2 separate regions of the Zea mays genome follow, and region 2 is linked to region 1. Evidence: chromatin contacts called from public Hi-C data. All regions are on one chromosome and are shown on one strand. Each heading gives the region's core, a stretch centred on a gene start, on an enhancer-like site or on the middle of the called end of the contact. The rest is flanking DNA. Distances are from core to core; before and after follow the strand shown. Region 1 has its middle 75 kb from the start of LOC100383498. Region 2 holds the start of LOC100383498.

Region 1 (3,864 bases), core at 877-3,376:
ACAACCAAGAAATTGTCGGTCTTGGCAACCCACTCACTAGATAGAGCCCCTATTCTTTCAACCTTCATGCATCCATCGATGCATAGTCCTCAACCATACTAGATATGAAATATTAACTTAGATAAGTCATTCACGAACCGAAGAAATAACACCTCTACATCTATAGGAAAGGATAGGTCATAAACCCACACAAAATTGACCGATATAGCACATAATTATGACAATCAATGAGCCCAAACCAATTTCGGCAGCATAATCCCGATCTCCATTTGCACGCCTAAAAATGGTGCAATGGAGAACAACGGGGTTATGCTGCCAAAATTTTGTTCGAACTTATGACTTGTCATAAATACGTGCTTTGTCGGTCACTCTAAGGTTGTCCAATACACATTCACTAATACATGTTTAAAGAGTGATCCAAGCCTTGTGAACGTGCCTTAGTGGCATTAGAGATCCTGAGAAACCTATGAGAGTTGTTCCACTCTTGAGCGCTTGAGCAAGTCAAAGTATTTTAGTTCACTTAGTTTGTCACTCTTGGAATTTTGTTCTTAGGTGGCAAGGTGCCATCAACAAGAACTTGAGGTTGTGTGGGTTGCTATGGTGGACTTGTAAGAAGGGTTGACCTACCCACTGAAAGTTAGTGGGACAGTGGAAATAGGTCATTTTGGCGTCGGCTAAGCATACCTTTTTGAGTCACTCACTGGCTTCCATAACGGATCCGTACAACACCATTGTGTGGTCCGAGCTTCGGTCAAACAAATCCTCGTGTCTTTTATTTGGTTTTCCTAAGACCTATCAATATTGCATATATATTTGTTTTTCTGCTTGTGCTACTCATGTTTGGTGATTTGTGTTTGTAGAGAGTGTGTGAAGGTGTCCATACACTTATAATGAAAGCACACATCAAGTTATATTGACGTAGAAGAGAAGCGAGGCGCAAAGGCACACTTGGCATTGCGCTGGCCAAACTCGTCCAAACCGACATTACAACCCAACCAAGCTGGGTTTAGCATTGTGCCAAGGCCACTATGCAAAGTCAGCTTGGCCGGGTTTAGTATAGAGTGTCGTGTTTAATTTTTTTATGTACTAACTTTTTTTAAAAAAAAAGTTTGTAGTGTCTATTCACTCCAAGTATCAAAGCGGTCCTTTTACATAAACACATACATTTTTGGAGTCTATTTTGAGACTATACAGGTTAATGCAAGACTCAAATATTATATTATGGGAAAGAATTTTTAGTTTCTAGTTTTTTGGAGTCTATTTTGAAACCATGAATTTAGGTAGTTTTTTCCCTAATTTTTTGTAGTCTATTTTGAGGCTAAACAAGTTAATCCAAGACTCAAATATTATTTTATGGGAAAGAATTTTAATTTCAAAACTACAAGAGGTATAATACAAAACACAAGCGAATAGGTCATGCTTATCTTCCAGTATCTACTTGAAAAATTCTGAAGAAATTGAAAGATACATAGATCCTTTGTTTTGGATCGATAAAGAAAGTTAAGAAACACTGGATTCTGGTGGTGTGACTCATCTCCTTATTACGCTATCTGCTTTGGCATAACTTGGCTGGCCGGCCAATCACGCCATCTGGATTATGGAATGGAGCAAATAGTAGATATCTATTCCATCGTCTATTAATTCCAAACACTAAAGTGTCTACCGTATCTCTGTAGAACTGATACAATAGTGTTTTGTACACCGCTTAATACTGGTAAGCTCAATCTTATACCATATCATGGTTTCGTATCAGAATGTTTAGTTAGTCATGTCCATTCATGTGGTGTGGCCGGGTATTTTATTTATAAATAAAAGTGCTAGTTTCTAGAAATCTAGATAGAGATAGACCCTTTTAAACATTATTGTTTAAAACACGCGCGCGCACACACACAAGTCTTCTGGGTCAGACCAAAAGCAGCATGCTCCAGAGTCCAGTCCAGTTCAGACCCGGGGTAACTGAGAGAGGTTGGGCCGGCCATTTGGGTTGACGGGGTAACGGGAGCAGAAGCTACGACCTGCTTGGATTTTCCGCGGCCCAGAAAAATGAACGGAACCCGGATGGTCTTGTCGTGAAATGGGATGGACGGATATCCACCCAGCCCACGTGTGTCATGCCATGCGCGCTATCTGAGGTCCAAGCCCATGAACCTGCCTCCGCCCATGCCTCGCCATCCGCCAAGGCACCGCTCCGCGCGCTCTCCGGCCTCTGCGGCGGGCTGGTCGGCTGGTCGTGCCCGTGCGCGCGGCCAGTACCGTGGCGGACGGCCGGTATCAAAGACTAACCTTTCCTTCCGCGGGGGTGTCGGCAGTCCGGACGGCCTAGACAGACAGCAGTGGTCAGTGGACAACTGGACATCGAGTTGAGTGTGACGGCGTTGGCGGCGGTAGACTTCTCTGCGTTGGATGCCGGCCTGGGCAGCAATGAATCTCCCTCTATTTCCGGCGGCATTTGGCGGCGGTGTCCGGGTGAGATGAGATCTTCCCTAGTTTCTATTCCTCTTGCGTGACGAATGGGTATAAGGTCAGGGTTCGCACGTAAAATTCTAGAATCCCTCCTGACCTGATTTGCGGTTGCATTGGTGAGGAAGCTCCTTCGGGCCGGGTTGTTTGACAAGTTCGCACATAAAATTCCTTGCTCGATTCCAGCCCCTAGGCGACGGCCGTGCACCAGATTTGGGGAGATTTTTGCCGAACCAGGTGCTCGCATTCGTGCTTCCTTTTCTGACAGGGTGCGCATACCAAAGAATGGTGGTCTACTTGTGCCCGTCTAGGTGTCTGTTGAATTATTAGATATTTTCAGATTAAATTTCGAATATAAATTATTGTTGAATTATTATACAATTTTTAGATTAAATTCTGAATATATAAATCAGAAGAACTGGAGTATAAAGTCAAATCAGATAATGTGCATTGATCAAACATACTGGTAGATGACACGGGCCGGAAGCAGCAGGGTCGACGACGTCGAAGCAGCGGAGCCGATGATGTCGAAACAGCAGGGTTCGACGACAAGATCGCGAGTAGGGATGGCAACGGATAAACTATCCACGGATAGTATCTCTGGACATCCATATCCGTGACTTATATCTGGTATCCGAACCCGTACCCGTTATCCGCTATGGATAAAAAACAGTATCGGATATCCGCGGATATATCCGTTTGCCCACTACACATGCAACATATTTAAATCCAGCAAATTCTAGGCAACAGTCACGGATATATCCGTTTGCCCACTACACATACAACATATTTAAATCCTAACAATAATTATACGTATGTATTGTATCTGTACTCTAGGTGACAGTCGCGGTAGGAGTGGGAGAGGAGAGATGGGAGGGTCTGGAGTGAGAGCGACCAAGCGAGGGCTTCGCTGGAAGCCTGGAACCTAGGCTTGTGGCCTTGTGGGTTGTGGCTCGTGGGCCTGTGGGACAGGAGTACGAGATATTTTAACGGATATTCGGGTATTTGGGTATGGATACTGATTTTTCGTACCCGTTTTAAAAATATCCACGGATATCAAGTGCTACCCGTATCCGTATCCATGGGTACAGACTCGTACCCAAAACCGTGCCCAACGGGTTTTTTATCCGCGGGTATGTGGATAAATCACATCCATTGCCATCCCTAATCGCGAGCAGTCACGTGAGGACGCTTTCCAAAAACCTTATTCGCCCTCTCCCGGTGCAGGATGTCGAAAAGGCGAAGGGTTCCGGAGACCTGCTCTCCCGAGCGCAGATGCACGTCGGCGGTCGGGATGAAGAGAACTACTGAAAGGGAAATGTGCCCTTGGGCCATTTCTAAAGTGTTTTGGTGATTAAGTGCCCAACACATATTCTCTAAGTGTTAAACCGTGCCAAAGATTTA
Region 2 (3,864 bases), core at 575-3,074, 75 kb after region 1:
GGTAAACATATCAAACTTCACAATACAACAAAGTTGACAAAAGATCACAAAGACCACAACTTCACAATTCATGATATAACAAGTTCACAAGGATCACAAATTTATAATATAAAAAATTTACAAAGATCACAAGTTCTCAATATAACAAGTTCACAATATAACAAGTTCATAAATATCACAAGTTCACAGACTCAAAGTTCACAGTTCACAATATCCACTCGATCTAGTTGACATGACATGCTTGCTTATGAAATATTTTCCCTCACATAAAGAGTTTTTTCACAACCTCACAGGAAAACCCTAAAACCTAGTGTGTGAAAAAGATAGACTGTCGGATCTCTATCATTATATATTACTAATACATAACATGTACATATAAAATGATGGATTCGTTCGAGAGACCAAATCGTTAATCCCAACTGCCTTCCAATACCATCTATCCCAAAAAAAATATAAAGGCGTCCAAAAAATACAAAAATAAGTAATCCTTATCTAGAGACGTACATACGATGTGAAAAATCACATGCTGAAAAATTCCGAAAAATTCTGAGTCACAATTCCAAAAAAAATCGAGACACAATTCCGAAAAATTCCGCGACACAAATCCGATAATTTCCGACAAAAACCAGTAACCGAAGAAAATGGTCGGTAAAACACCACACCGATTCCGATAGAAATTCCGAAAACCGATTCTGTTTTCGAAAAACACCACACCGATTCTGATAATTTTTTTTTTCGAAACCGGTTTCCGGAATTCCGAAAAATTCCGAAACCGTTTTCATCCTTAATTGCGCCACAGAAAGAGATAAAAGCATTACCAATAGGCTCATTCATCGAAAATCAGAGAGACATAAAAAGAAAAAAGAATTATGATCAAATCAATAGAAGGAAGGATCTCTTACCTGATTTGAATTTCATCTTCCTTCAAATAGGATATGCTCTAAGTCTCCCCATACTTTCCTATAATGACTGCAACGATTTTCTCCATTTTGTGAATTCCTATTTTATTTGAGTACCTCTTTTTGAACTTCGGAAGGACAAAAAAAGTACTGTGAAACGGATAATTTTAACTCATTGCGCTCTACCATTACTTTCCCACTTCGGATTCCATAAAATATAAAATATTTTTTCTTCACACCTGTATATAGCTTCTTCTAGTGATTGTTCAAACTAACCGACTTTTACCACCATCCATGTTTTTTAAAATTTTACAATTATAACATTGGATCGTACTGCACGTATTTGATCCTTTTTTATTGGTATAAAAACAATATCATCTCAGAAATACTTTGACTACAAATCTATAGTGCACGTCGAAATTTACATATTATGTAATTAATCGTGTCGATCAAAATATATATCGCTTACCTTTTTATTCAAAATATGATTATTATTTCTGGATGAAACTTTTTAAATACAATTATTATTTCTTAGACTGGGATGCACGTATATTTATCCAATTCCAATCCTTCCATCCGAAAGCAATTTTTGGGAGCATCCAGAGCCCTAGCTGGCAACATCAAAATCCCACACAGGCCTCGCGACCCAGTCGCTCCCTCCTCTCCATCTCCTCAAGCTTTTCAGTTTCCACTCACATATTTACACCGCTACGGGCCAAGCCCAAGCGAGAAGTTCTTGTAAAATACTCCGTACTACTTACTGAAAAGAATAAAAACTTCGGTCTTAAAAGTTTTTACTACTAGCAAAGACTCCTCGACTCGAGCGAGGTCGAGGAAAAGTTTCGCCATCCGGTTTGGTTGTGTTGGATTTTCCTTCTATTAAACCACACCATCTGTGCTCCTGACTCCGCTGCTCTGGTCTTTCCCACCACCGCGAACACCTGGCAATGGCGGCCCCCGCCCCGTCGGCCACCTCCCAGATGTCCTCAAGCGGCCTCCTTTCTTACTGAGCTCACCCACCACCCGCCACGCCCCCGACTCCCACGAACTCCTCCGCCTACCCACCCCTACCCTACTTCTCTCGCCCGCCGGACGCATCTCGGGGCTCTGCTCCCCGGTTCTCGGGGCCGGTGGATGCGACCGCGTCCCCGCCCCCGAAATCAGCTGCCCGGCGTCCTCATAGCGTTCCCGGGATCTAGGCCCTGAGCAATGGCAGCGGCGGTGGCGCCGCCGCTCTGCACCTGGCTCGTCGCCGCCTGTCTCTCCGCGGCCTGCGGCGATGGCGAGAAGGAGAATGAACGCAGGCACCGCGGTGGCGGCGTAGGGGGTTTCTTCGGCTCGCGCCGCCGCCTCGGCTCAGGGCGCCGCGGCGTGGGGCGCTCTGGTCAGCCCATTTCCCGTTTTCTATTGCCAAAGTCTGGTTTCTTTCACGCTTCGCTGTAACGGAGGAGTTTCACTGCATCGGTAGTGTCACAGCGGAGATTTGGCGGCGGGTTAAAGGTGGGAGTTTTATACGGTTCCAGGGTCACATAGCTCGTGCGCGCGCCCGGGATGTAGGCTTCGAGGGGATTATACCCAGCTTGATGCCGGCATCTTGGTCCAGTCTTTTTTGTTTTTGTATGGTTTCGGACTGGCCGTCAGCTCATGCTCTGGAGTAAGTTGGTGGGTTTGCAATTGCTAGGTCTGGCTGCACTAGTTTCACTAAATTTATGTAAACCTAGGATTTTTATCATGAGGAGGAACTGTGCCTACAGGGAAATTTCAGACCCAATTTTGGCGTCGCTATATTGACAACCAAAAGAAACTGAAATATTGTCTTGTTCATGAAATTGTCCTGTCTGGAACTAAGCAAGCTTGCATTCCTTAACAGTTGATATCTCTACTGCCATCCCTGGTTTTGGCTGTGCCTTTGTGGTACCATTACTTCAGCACAAGCATACCAAATGAAATGTGTGGGCAAACCATCCTATATTATTTGTTGATTGTGGTGTCTTCTTTTGTTCTCCCCTGTGGGCCACTCAGATGACCAAAGTTTTTACTTGAAAAGGGATTCAATTGATATATGGGCATTTGTGGATGGCACTGCCTTTCCTGTTGTCCACTTCTATTTGTCTTACATGCTGATTTCTGGTAGTTGTACACCGAATGAACAAAATTCTGGTGAACTGCAGGAATGGCCATGTCTGTTGCCTTGCATCCTGAAAGGACAGCTGTGGAAAATAAGAAACCTGATATGAAACAGAGGAGAGTGGTTGTCACTGGCATGGGTGTAGTGACGCCACTAGGGCATGATCCTGATGAATTCTACAATAACCTTTTAAGGGGTATCAGTGGAATAAGCGAGATAGAGGCATTTGATTGTTCTCACTATCCCACGGTATTTAGTTTCTTATCATGGTTAATGATGTGAGGTTTGTTGTAGAATTACGCTGAAACATGCTGTACTTCATCGACACTATGTTTCATACAGAGAATCGCGGGAGAAATCAAATCATTTTCGACAGATGGTTGGGTTGCACCAAAGCTAGCTAAGCGAATGGACAAGTTTATGCAATATTTGATAACAGCTGGAAAGAAAGCATTGGAGAATGCTGGAATCACTGAAGAAGTCATGAATGAGTTGGAAAAATCAAGATGTGGAGTCCTCATTGGGTCTGCTATGGGTGGCATGAAGGTGCAGATTCTTACATTACATGATATACTTGCTGAAAAGATCGTTTTTTAATTAGCTTCTCTTCTAATTCTATTTTGATCAGGTTTTCAGTGATGCAATTGAAGCTTTGAGGGTTTCATACAAGAAGATGAACCCATTCTGTGTACCTTTTGCAACTACAAACATGGGTTCTGCGATTCTTGCTATGGATCTGGTACCTTATATGATTAACGATCTTTTCTTGCTATTTCATTTCTTTACTTGTTTGTTGATACTTTGACAGATAGATATGATGATTCTTGATTACTGAAA

Evidence for each region. A called contact is a pair of places that touch in the nucleus more often than the background predicts.
Region 2: a contact with region 1 is called in a Hi-C map of leaf, with 6 times the contacts expected there. The contact joins the promoter of LOC100383498 here to the enhancer-like site in region 1. A contact is called at or near these places in 3 of 25 Hi-C or Micro-C datasets (ear, endosperm and leaf).

Annotation. Positions count from the first base shown.
Region 1 is chr9:128,031,390-128,035,253 of Zm-B73-REFERENCE-NAM-5.0, forward strand. No RefSeq gene overlaps it. Among protein-coding and RNA genes, the nearest start is that of LOC100383498, 75 kb to the right of the region's middle. Within about 2 kb of position 2,127, at least 20 of the 20 cell types and tissues checked have an H3K27ac peak or open chromatin away from gene starts, as enhancers often do. A contact at or near this core is called in ear, endosperm and leaf, where this site is marked.
Region 2 is chr9:128,106,608-128,110,471 of Zm-B73-REFERENCE-NAM-5.0, forward strand. LOC100383498 reads left to right here and starts at 1,825. Exons shown (of 13, transcript NM_001176146.1): 1 at 1,825-2,283; 2 at 3,071-3,276; 3 at 3,370-3,573; 4 at 3,656-3,766. The coding sequence starts at 2,109.